Linked DNA regions of Zea mays: region 2 is linked to region 1. A link is a contact called in public Hi-C data. All regions are on one chromosome and are shown on one strand. Each heading gives the region's core, a stretch centred on a gene start, on an enhancer-like site or on the middle of the called end of the contact. The rest is flanking DNA. Distances are from core to core; before and after follow the strand shown.

Region 1 (5,440 bases), core at 915-3,414:
ATGTCCGATTATGTAACTGTTGTGTATGTGAATTGCTGATTCTGGCACGTACATGGTTTGTATTCGGTTTGCCTTCTAAAATCGGGTGTGACACACCCCCATAGAAGAAGAACATGTGGTCGAAAAGGAGTCACCCAACACTGAAGCTTACGATTTGATCTAGGTGGCATCTCCGAGTCAGCTTTGTGGCGCCACGGAAATAATATTTAGTTCGTTTTATATTCATCATTTATTTTGTAAGACTTTCGCTATGTAATAAGTACATTTATAATATTTATGACATTTATCTCTATTCACTCTATTATTATATGTGTTGTTTTTCTTTGGCGCACCTGGATTTGTCCCCTTAAATCCGGGTGTGACACCGAATTGAACTAATAATCTTCTTTTTAAGGACAATCGCGACAATAAATTGTCACATGCATCTGCACGCAGTACTTGCATCGCATCGCTGCAACAAAAAGTTGCCAATCAATTGCACCGCACAATTCCTCCATGTGCCCCCTTTTTTTGGGGGCATTTTTTGATTTAATTTCGATTACAATTTTGGAATCTAACTAATCCACTCGAGAAACCAAATTCAGTTTACACAGAAATTCTCGTTTCTCTTTTTATGTGACGCCAACGCCGCGCACCGATGACGCGTACGACCGAGATCAATTGCTGTTGAACGCGGAGCAGACGTCCCTGACCTCGCCGGCGTCGTCCCCGGTGATGGCGCCGATGGTGCCCATCTTAACCATGGCGGCCGCGAAGTCCTGCTCGAAGCTGCCCGCCCAGGGGCCCAGGTACGCGTCGACGAGCGCGCGGGTGGCGTTGCTGTTGGCCAGCGCGGCGTCGGAGGCGATGACGGCGAGGCCAGAGCGGATGTTCCGGAGGATGGAGTCGTCGAAGTCGCTCTCGCTGCCGCGGTCCAGCGCCAGCCGCGTGTTGAAGTTGCCCGGTGGGCACCGGTCCTCGAGCTCCGCCAGGAACGACGCCGGGATCGACGGGTCCGGCCCCCTCCCGCCGCTCGGCAGCGGGTAGCTGTAGAGCCGGTCCTTCACGAAGAAGCACGCCGTCGTGCCCACCGTGTGCGCCGCTGCGGCCGGTCTCGTTGCACTGTCATGCGCGTCCATGTCCATATGCACGTAGTGAAGGTGAAGTACCTACCTGTGAGGAGGACGAGGTCGCGGTCGTCAAGTCCGCTCGCGGCGAAGCGTGACCGGAGCACGCTGATAGAGTCACCGGCGTCCGGCAGCACGTCGGCGTCGCGGATGTTAGAGGTCAGCCCGTCGCGCCGCCCCGTGGGCACGTCGAACGACGGCCCGCCCGTCTGATGGCATGGCATGCATTCCAGTTTCCAGCGCGTCAGCAGGTACTCTACCATCATGCATCTACCTAGCTAGGTAATACTATATGTTACCATGGCGACGGCGTCGCGCGCGGCGAGCGCGATGATGTCGGCGCAGGAGACGACGCCGGGGCACTGGTCCTCGAGCTGCGCCTTGGCGGCGTCCACCACGTTCTGGCCGCGCAGGCCCTGGTTCTTGCCGTTGTCCACCTCCGCGTCGTTGCTGGCGCTCCTGATGAGCACCGACGCGTCGCACCCCTGCATATATATTGCCGGCGCGCCGGCGAACACACACAGACACGTAAAAGCTAGTAAGTATTAATCGGCCGGATGGTGCTCACACACAGACACACGTACGTACCTTGACGAAGCAGTCGTGGAACTGGAGGCGGAGCAGCGCGGGGAGGATGGTGGGGTCGTTGCCGGCGGCGTCCTGGACGGCGGCGGTGACCGTGTCCTCGGCGTCCGGGCAGTAGTCGGAGTAGAAGCCCACCTGGAGCTGGGCACGGGAGACGCCAACTCCAACAAGCAACAGAGACAACACCATCGATGATGCGATGTGCGCCGCCGCCGCTCCAGCTCCGGACGCCATGCCGCCTCGTCTGGCCGCCATTGTTGGTAGCTCCAAATTAAACTAATGCAACTTGCTGGCCTAGGCCGACCCGGCTCTAATGGACGGCATATATGGCTAGCCGTGGAACTTGTCTTGAGAAATGTCTACACTCGCATCCCACATGTGGCTTCCAATCCATACGGATTGCTGGACTCACGCAGCATGAGTATAGTACCAAACAAGCTGCCAAAATCTTGAAGGGATGAGAGTTATTGTTCGTTTTGGATTAAAGCTACCTATTCAGAATGTTGCAGCTGCAATTCATAAAGACAAAACACTGTAGAAACTAGTATAAATTAAAGCCAAGCGAACAAGCTCGACAACTTGACGGAGGCGCGGTTTGGACTGATCTTGACGACAAGGTGAGCTCATTGGCAATTTTTGGTAGCCTTGTTATCATATCAAATAAAATCTTATAAAATTTAAATGAAATAAACGACGATCTCAACATATGGTTTTATTTTATAGTTTTACAAATACTTAATTTCTTGACTCAATACGAATTTCAACCTCCTCCGTAAGCAGCGCGGGATCTATGGGGTTTTACCGGTGTCGACCCCCATAAAATTTACAAATCTTTTAATAAAATATTGTTAAAGTTAGAAATATTATATTATATATAGAAGTTGATTCCAATGACCCCAATAATATTTTTGATTAGATTCGTCAATGTCCGTAAGCCTCATTGTTCTCTCAATATTGAAAATGGTGCCACATCATAAAAATGTCTATTGGCAGCTTGTTAAGGCCACTTCGTTAGAGCTCCCACTAGCTTAGCTCCAATGGCTCTGTGTGAGAAGGAGAGAGAAATGCTCCCGTGAATGTTACGTGAACAGTGTAGTTATATTAGACTATTTCTAACAGATTACACATTCTCATACCTATATTCAAACTCTATTATGCGAACGGTACAATATACAATACAGAACTTACAAAAACGATGTTTTGAGTAAACTATGGATCAAATGCTGGACACAGTCTTACAGTAGCTGAAATCGATGGCAGCTCTACCCAAAAATGTCCCAGATGCAAATGAAACCTGGATAAAACTCCACTAAGTTATTGTAATGGCCTTTTTGATCCACATCGGTAAAGTTTAGGTACACTTTTAATAAACTTTATCACTTAGAGAACAAACACGAATACTAAAAGGTGCTAAAAGGTATTAAAAATAAAGTTCTAAACTGTAGCACCCATTAGTAAGAGATGTCTATATGTAATATATAAAAAGAATTTTATCTATCTTGCTATTACAAAAAAGTTGGAATGCCTAAATAAATCCGCAGGTAGCCATCGACGCGCATGATTTGGCTGAGCTCATGAGTAATGGCATCATTGCTGCTTGCACCTCCATTATGTCATCTGGTGAAGTGGTGATTGGGACGGCATTCTCAGAATCTCAATGCTATATTTGGACCGGATGCTTTTAGGATGTTTTTAATAATCATCGAACAAGTGTTCTTTCCTATTTAGATCCTATTTTAGTAAAAAAAAATCGATCCTTTTTTATTATATCTTATTTTTACTTCTATATTGAGAATTACTCTATGTATTAACTGACATAAAACCAATAATGTCAAGCTCGATATTATAAGTAATTCCTACCTCGAATCGGTTAATAACAGATAGTACGATGCTACGAAGTGGGTTCTTATCCTAGTTGGCATATTTATACTCTCACTATCGCGAGAATGGCTCAATAGATCGGTAATGGTTGAGAATTTTCATGAAATGGGTGACAAAATGAGAATGGAGAACAAAACTAGAAATGGTTGAACTGAAAATCCCGATTGGTTGAATAAAACCGAGGTGGCTGACATCAATTCCATCGAATGGATGAACAAAACGTGAATGGCTGACATAAATTTTATAGAATGATTGAAATCGTGAAGATGGCTTGAGCGCAACTGAGCACACAACACAGATGGAAGGGGTGTGCGCAGGAGACCAAGGCGGGTGCGCTCGGTCGGTTGGTTGGACCAACATCTAGGTCGGTCGGTCTAGATGATGTATCGATGGGTCCATCACCTAGGTGACGACATATACGGAAGCGTTATTCATCATCTAGGCTGATCCTGAGCCGTCATATCCGAACTAGACAGACACCTGTGTGCACCCGTCCAAACCACACAACCACCTTAGCACGCATGTAAATTGCATCCAGTTCTCTCGTGGGTCCATAAATGCATTCATGATTCACTATTCACTTAAAATTTGATATCTATCAAACTGTGTGTCGAAATTGAAATCAATTTCGCGACGAAAACTTCAAAACTAGATTCCACTTGACATATTTATCTCACTTCCACTATCATCACAAGAATGGCTGAGAGAACTATCATGAAATGGTTGCTAAAATAAGAATGGCTGAACAAAATCGAGGTGGCTGACATCAATTCCATGAAACAGTGAACAAACACGAATGGCTGACATCAGCTTTATATAATGGCTGAAATTGACTCGAGGGAGCGTACATGCGTGGGTGGAAGGGTGTGTGCAGGGGACCGAGCGCGGGTGGTCGAACCCACAGCTAGGTCGATTGGTTTAGGAATATGCAAAGAATATGGTTCGAGTCCTACTCTCTTGTGCTTCCTATCTTAGTGCAAATAAAAGCTACCACATATGTGTTGTTTTTGCTTGTTCCACACTAGTACAGAGAAACTCTATACCGGCGGTTCTAAATATATTTGTACTGTCTTTTTTCATAACTGCCAACGCTAGAGGCTAGTATAAATAATATTTTTCATATCTATTAATTGAGAACCGCCAGTGAAAACTTTCACTTACGGTGTCTTAAAAACCGCAAGTAGAAATCCTTTCCACTTAGTTTTAAATAGCAAAAAAATATTTTAACTAGGGGAGGCCCCATCCACTCTACGATGTCCATGGGATTTGACCTGCTGACTCACCCTTGTATGAATCCTCTTCTACCATCGCACCCATGTCATGCCATGTGCCTAGAAAGCGATTTTGTTGCTCACGTATTATAACCAGCGGAATGTAAATTTATTATTTGAGGCCTTAAATGAATTCTAAAAAGAAGTTGTATACTGCAAAGTTGAATAACTTTTGAAGTTCTGCAACTTTTATTTCGATACCTTTTCCATTCGAGGTTGTTTAACAGATTTGTATTTTAAATTTGACATATTCAAATTTAATTCTTGAGAACCGAAATGATCTCAAATAAAAAAATGTCAACTACAAAGTTTCATAACTTTTAGAGATCAACAACTTTTTTGCTATTTTTTTATACGAGGCCATTTGGAATTCTCAAAAAATCAAGTTAAAAATGATTTCTAGTGTCGGTTTTTTAAGAAAACCATATATAAAAATATACATCGGTTTTTTTTAAAAAAATCCGCTAACAGATTTTCTTAAGAACTGACATTAGAAATATGATTTTTATAGACAGATTTATTAAGAAACCGTATGTACAAATAACACTGATGTTGATAACCGAATCCTTATAAACCTCGTCGTAGACTTATACTCCC
Region 2 (5,440 bases), core at 1,632-4,131, 450 kb before region 1:
CAAATGTGCTCGTAGCTACCACTACACCACATGTGTGTTTATGTCAATATCTGTTACAGTAAAAATATCTACTACATCTCTCCCAAAGCCTACCTGCTACTTTTGCACAATGTTTAGTAGTAGATAATTATCAACGAGATTCCTGAATTATATTTTTGGATGGAGGGAGTAGTATTTAAAGAAGAGCCTTGCATGCAATTTCTTTTTGTTTGAATAATGTTTTCAACTCAAATTCTTTTTTATTTGTGTGACATTTATTCTCCGTAATATTTTTTCCATGGATTTGACTTGTGAGTCATTTTCATAAACCAACGCTAAAGATGAATCCATGTTTCTTACTTGGAAACCCCGACCAAACACCACTGCCAGGAGGCGCTCGCGTTGGCATCGCTCATCGACGACGAGAAGAAGCTTGGCGACTTCCAGTTCGACCTCTGGAAGCAGTACTACGTGGCCACATATGTCGCTGTGTTCGGCAAGCTCCGCCGCAGCCGCCGCTTGGACGCGGTCCAGAGCGGCTGCACCGCGTTGTCCATCTCAAATAGGGGGACCTCATGGTCGTCACCAATGCCGGCGACTCTTGGGTTGTTCTGGGCACCGCATCCGACAACGGTGCTGTCACACCATCCAGCTCATCATCACCTGAAGCTCAACCTGCCACGTAAGTCACTACTGACCGGCCATGAATTCTTGTGCGCTGGGACGACGGCCGTTGCTGACATTGTGTGAGTGTCCTCGAACAAGATGTATGTAGAGGAGTAGCACATCCGGTGGTGCAACGGCTAGGTGTATTACCTCGCTGATGAGCCCGGGGTGCACTTCGTTTGGCAGCCCAACCAAGAGTCATTGGTACTCGCCATGTCATGCGCGTTCGACGACTACTATATCAAGGATTATGGCGTCATCTTGGCGCCAAAGGTGACGCAGAGGAGGACCGACAGCAATTGATTTTGGAATAATCGACTCAAAGGTTCCTGGTCCTACCTGTGGGTTCGTTGCATGGCCTGACTTTTTGTACGGCTGTTGGGTGCACCAAAGGTGCACCCCTTGGGTGTAGCTCCCGAGCTTTGAGTGGATTTTAGAAGTAATCCATTCAAAGGTCTTCATCTTTATGCTCTTGAACTCAGCATTTTGGCCTCAAGGTATTGTGAATCTGTTGGGTGCACCGAAGGTGCACCCAATGGGTGTAGCCCCCGAGTTTTGAGTGGATTTTAGAAGTAATCCATTCAAAGGTCTTCATCTTTATGCTTTTGAAATCAGCATTTCGGCCTCAAGATATTGTGAATCTGTTGGGTGCACCGAAGGTGCACCCAAAGGGTTTAGCCCCCGAGCTTTGAGTGAATTTTAGAAGTAATCCATTCAAAGGTCTTCATCTTTATGCTTTTGAAATCAGCATTTCGGCCTGAAGATATTGTGAATCTGTTGGGTGCACCGAAGGTGCACCCAATGGGTGTAGCCCCCGAGCTTTGAGTGGATTTTAGAAGTAATCGACTCAAAGGTTTCTGGTCATGCCTGTGGGTTCGTTGCATGGCCTAACTTTTTGTACTGTTGTTGGGTGCACCGAGCTTTGGGTGTAGCCCTAAGCTTTGGGTGGATTTTATGAAAGCGGTGTGCGACAAGGCCATGGACAAGGTTGTTCTTGCCGGGCGAATCCTGATGAGGAGGCCTGGTGTTGTGGTGCCTGAGGACATTGTCGCCGATGTTCTTGCTGCGCCCGCTGTTATGAGGAGACCTTCTCTTAATTAGTCAAGATCAGAGTTGGCAGCATCTTCACCAAATGTGTATCAACGCTCCTGTTAAGGGGGTTAGCTACTAACCCCAATGAAGACAATGCGATCAATATCAACCAACAAGATCAGAGTGGCGCAGCGGAAGCGTGTGTGGGTCCTAACCCACAGGTCCATGAGATCCTCAAGAATTGTATCGATTGGTCTCAAGCACCTGAAGGTCAAAGCAACCAATCCATAATTAAGCTGGCAGAGTTAAAGCTGAGTTAGAAGAAGCTATGAAAGAATAATTAACCAATCTCATTTTCTTGCTAGCCTCTTCTTGAATCTCGAGGACGAGATTCTGTTAAGGGGGTTAGATTTATAACACCCTGAATTTGGGGGTATAAAATTTATTTTCTAATATTCACCAAATTCAGGTGTTACCCTCTCTTTTTCTTGCTTTTCTTTTCTTTATTCTGAATGGTGAAGAGTAATTTTATATATGTATAAATTTTTAGCATAGTAAAATAAAATCCTGGAGAAAATTTTGGTTGTTGCATTTCATGCCGAAGCACAATTTTTGTCTGCTACCACATTTATGCTAGTTGGACACGATCTAAAATAAACAAATACATTCATATGTATATAAATATATATATATATATATATATATATATATATATATCTAAATAAAATGAGTAAATAGAAAAGGAAAAGAAGAAAGCAGACCCACTCCCCATTCCCTGACTGGTTCAGCAACCGTCCCACGTTGATGTATCATTTGAACCCCACGTCCCCTCAGCCTCGCTACTCTCTCACCCTTGCGCAGCCACCAACCGCTCCGGCGGACGCGGCAAGGCAGGGTCAGGCCTCTGCGCACGGCAGCTGGCCGACTGCAGCCGCTAGCCGTGGCCATGGCGGCGGCCAGCCATCAAGTTGCGTGCGCACTGCCTTCGGCCAAGGTTGGCTATGCAGTCCTCCGCGGCCTTGTGCTTGCTGCTAGTTTTTTTCCATTGGAGAAGAGACGGAGGAAGCATGAACCGTTTTGTGCGTGGAAGCAGGAAGGAACCGCATGGACCCCGCTTGCATGCCGACTCCCATGGTGTGTGTGCGTGAGGAGAAATTGCATGTGGAGCCCACGTACATGCATCCCAGCACATCGTGCATGCAGTGCCCGCGAGCCTCATGGACGAACCGCCGAGCCGCTCCTACCTACCACGCCACTCGCTCCCGCTCAGCCCCACGACGCGCGCCCATGCCACTCCAACTGCCCAGCCCACGCCCCACTTCTTCTCTATGCAGTTCAACGCTTGCCTTCCCTCGTTTTTTCCCATACACAGCAGCAGACGAAGAGGAGCCCGCACCCGGAGCTCCGCCAGCACCGAGCTCGACTCGCCACCCAGCCGTCTGCACTAGGAGCCTGCGCCCGGAGTTCCGCCCACGTCGTGCTCGGCCGCCGTCGACGGTCACCGTGAGCAGGTACCCTTTTCCCTTCTTCATCCCATGCCCCAGCGCCTGGCGCTCATCCTCCACTGCTCGCCATCGCGGCCGTCGACCTGCGCCTGCACCTCGCCGTCTACCTTTTTTTCCTCCCTCCCCTTCCGTTCCCTGCAGCCGAGCGGCCATGTCCAGTCGATGCAGCCTGGCCACCCACGGTGCAGCCCTGTGCTCCCGGTGCGGCTGTTCGCAGCCTTGCGCGGCGGCGTTCTCGCGGCTTGCCCGTGGCAGCCTGCACAGCAGCCGGCATGGTAGCTTGTGGCTTACCCGCATCAGCCCCGACGTGGCCCGACGTAGCCTGCGCGACGTGCCCGCGGCAACCCTGACGCAGTCTGCGTGGCGTAGCTGCAGCCTCACCGTCGCTCGTGCTGTACGTCGTACGCGCAACACGTCGTCGACTTGCCTCGCCGTCCGCCATCGTCGCAAGGTGAGAATTCTGCGTCTATTCCCTGCGCTAATTAATTTCCTACTTAGTTGTCGGTCATTAAATTGAATACTCAATTGGATCAAATTTATGATTTTAATTATGCGATTATAAATACGTGGTAATGTGATTTTAACAACTTAGATGTTGTATTTAATATCTATTTAGTGTTTAGTATAAAAACAACATTTAGTTAGTGATTCTCGCATGTTCTATCCGTACGACGATCGTGTGTGATGTTTATGTGTCGTCGTTCTCGCGAGTCGCGATTCGGGCGCTTTAAGAAATTGTTTATTAGCCACGAATTGTTAGCTATTCAATATATATTGTGTCATAAACCCGTTTTTATTCTCTTCAGTCGCGTCAACTCTGTAGCAACGTCGATTTTGTAGTAGTAATGTTATCTAGTCATGTCGCAAGTTTAATTGATTAATTAATTATCCACATTTTCGGTATTCTATAGTTATTCAAAAACGATCTTCTAATTAAAACTAGGTTGTAGTTTTTAACTCGGGTTTTTATAAATACTAATGTTAATTAACTTGATTAATACCAGCTTAAATACTTTTAATTAATTATTTGTTCGTTGTTGTTCACGCACGACATCGTTTGTGCGTCATTTGCTCGCATGTCGCACGCTGTCTTGCGTATTGTCTCGCGTGCCGTAATGTTGTTTCGCATATGTCGTCGTGTGTCATTCGCGAGTGTCGCGTGTGCCGGTCGCACATGTCGTTGCACGTTGTTCGCGTGTGTCGCGCGACGTCTGCGCGTGATAATAAATTGTTTTTCGCTTATAAACACTCATATTAATAAGGTTAACTCGTGAGGTTATATATTTTAGATAATTAACATAAGATTCGCTCGATTAATATTTATTAGATTATTGTTCTAACTAGATTAAATGTGTAGTGTTCCACTTGGGCTTTTATAATAAATATTAACATGACAAATATTATCTTAACTACTTTCTATTTATTTAACATTTGTTTAGTATAAACGTGTCACCTATTTAGTTTTCTCACCTGTCGCGCGTGCTGTTCTGCACGTGGCGTGCTCGTTCGCGCTGTTTCGTGTGTCGTCAGTGTGATATGTCGCGCGTGTCCGCGCGTCGTTTGCACGCTGTCGTGTTGGGTTCGCCGTTGTCACGTTGTATACGCGTGTCGCGCGTGATGCGCGCGCTAGGTAACGTGCGGTCGTGCTGTTTCGAGCGTTACGTATTTCATCTCGCTCCGCTAATTCGTCCCACTTAGAGTCGCTGATGTTATTTAAATTACTTATTTAACTAAGAATTGTTAGTGTGGTCAGCTAATTAAAACAGTGCGGTAGCTCTAGTTTCATTTTAAATAAATATTGATTAATATAATCAGGTCAAACTAAATGTTATGATTAATACTCGTTTAGTGTAGACACGATAACTTCTCGACCGCCTCGCGTGACCGTAGTAACGCTCTCTATTTCGTTTTGCATATTTTATTATGTTTTTATTTGAATGGTGTAATGTTCTTATGCATATATATATATATATATATATATATATATATATATATATATATATATATATATATATATATATATATATATATGTGTGTGTGTGTGTGTGTGTGTTTGTTTGTGCGTGTTTGTATTCGTTGTGCGTCGCGAATAGATTGTGATCCGTTTCCGAGCTTCGAGGGATCGAAGATCAAGCTTCGGCGACCAAGAGATAAAAACTCTTCGAGTTCTAGGAGATTGAAGACCCCGAGCATCTGTTTGGTGAAGGCAAGTGTCCTCTGACCCATACATATTTTATAATTCACTGTCCCGCATTACA

The links. Hi-C and Micro-C count contacts between places; a contact is called where the count stands out from the background.
Region 2: a Hi-C map of tassel shows a contact between it and region 1, with 3 times the contacts expected there. The contact joins the enhancer-like site here to the promoter of LOC103629160 in region 1. A contact is called at or near these places in 4 of 25 Hi-C or Micro-C datasets (ear, leaf and tassel).

The regions. Positions count from the first base shown.
Region 1 is chr6:31,194,571-31,200,010 of Zm-B73-REFERENCE-NAM-5.0, reverse strand. LOC103629160 (peroxidase 43) reads right to left here and starts at 2,164. Exons shown (of 4, transcript XM_008650336.4): 1 at 1,695-2,164; 2 at 1,406-1,591; 3 at 1,153-1,315; 4 at 453-1,081. The coding sequence starts at 1,946. The coding sequence ends at 657.
Region 2 is chr6:31,640,427-31,645,866 of Zm-B73-REFERENCE-NAM-5.0, reverse strand. No RefSeq gene overlaps it. Among protein-coding and RNA genes, the nearest start is that of LOC100283852, 220 kb to the right of the region's middle. Within about 2 kb of position 2,881, at least 13 of the 20 cell types and tissues checked have an H3K27ac peak or open chromatin away from gene starts, as enhancers often do. A contact at or near this core is called in ear, leaf and tassel, where this site is marked.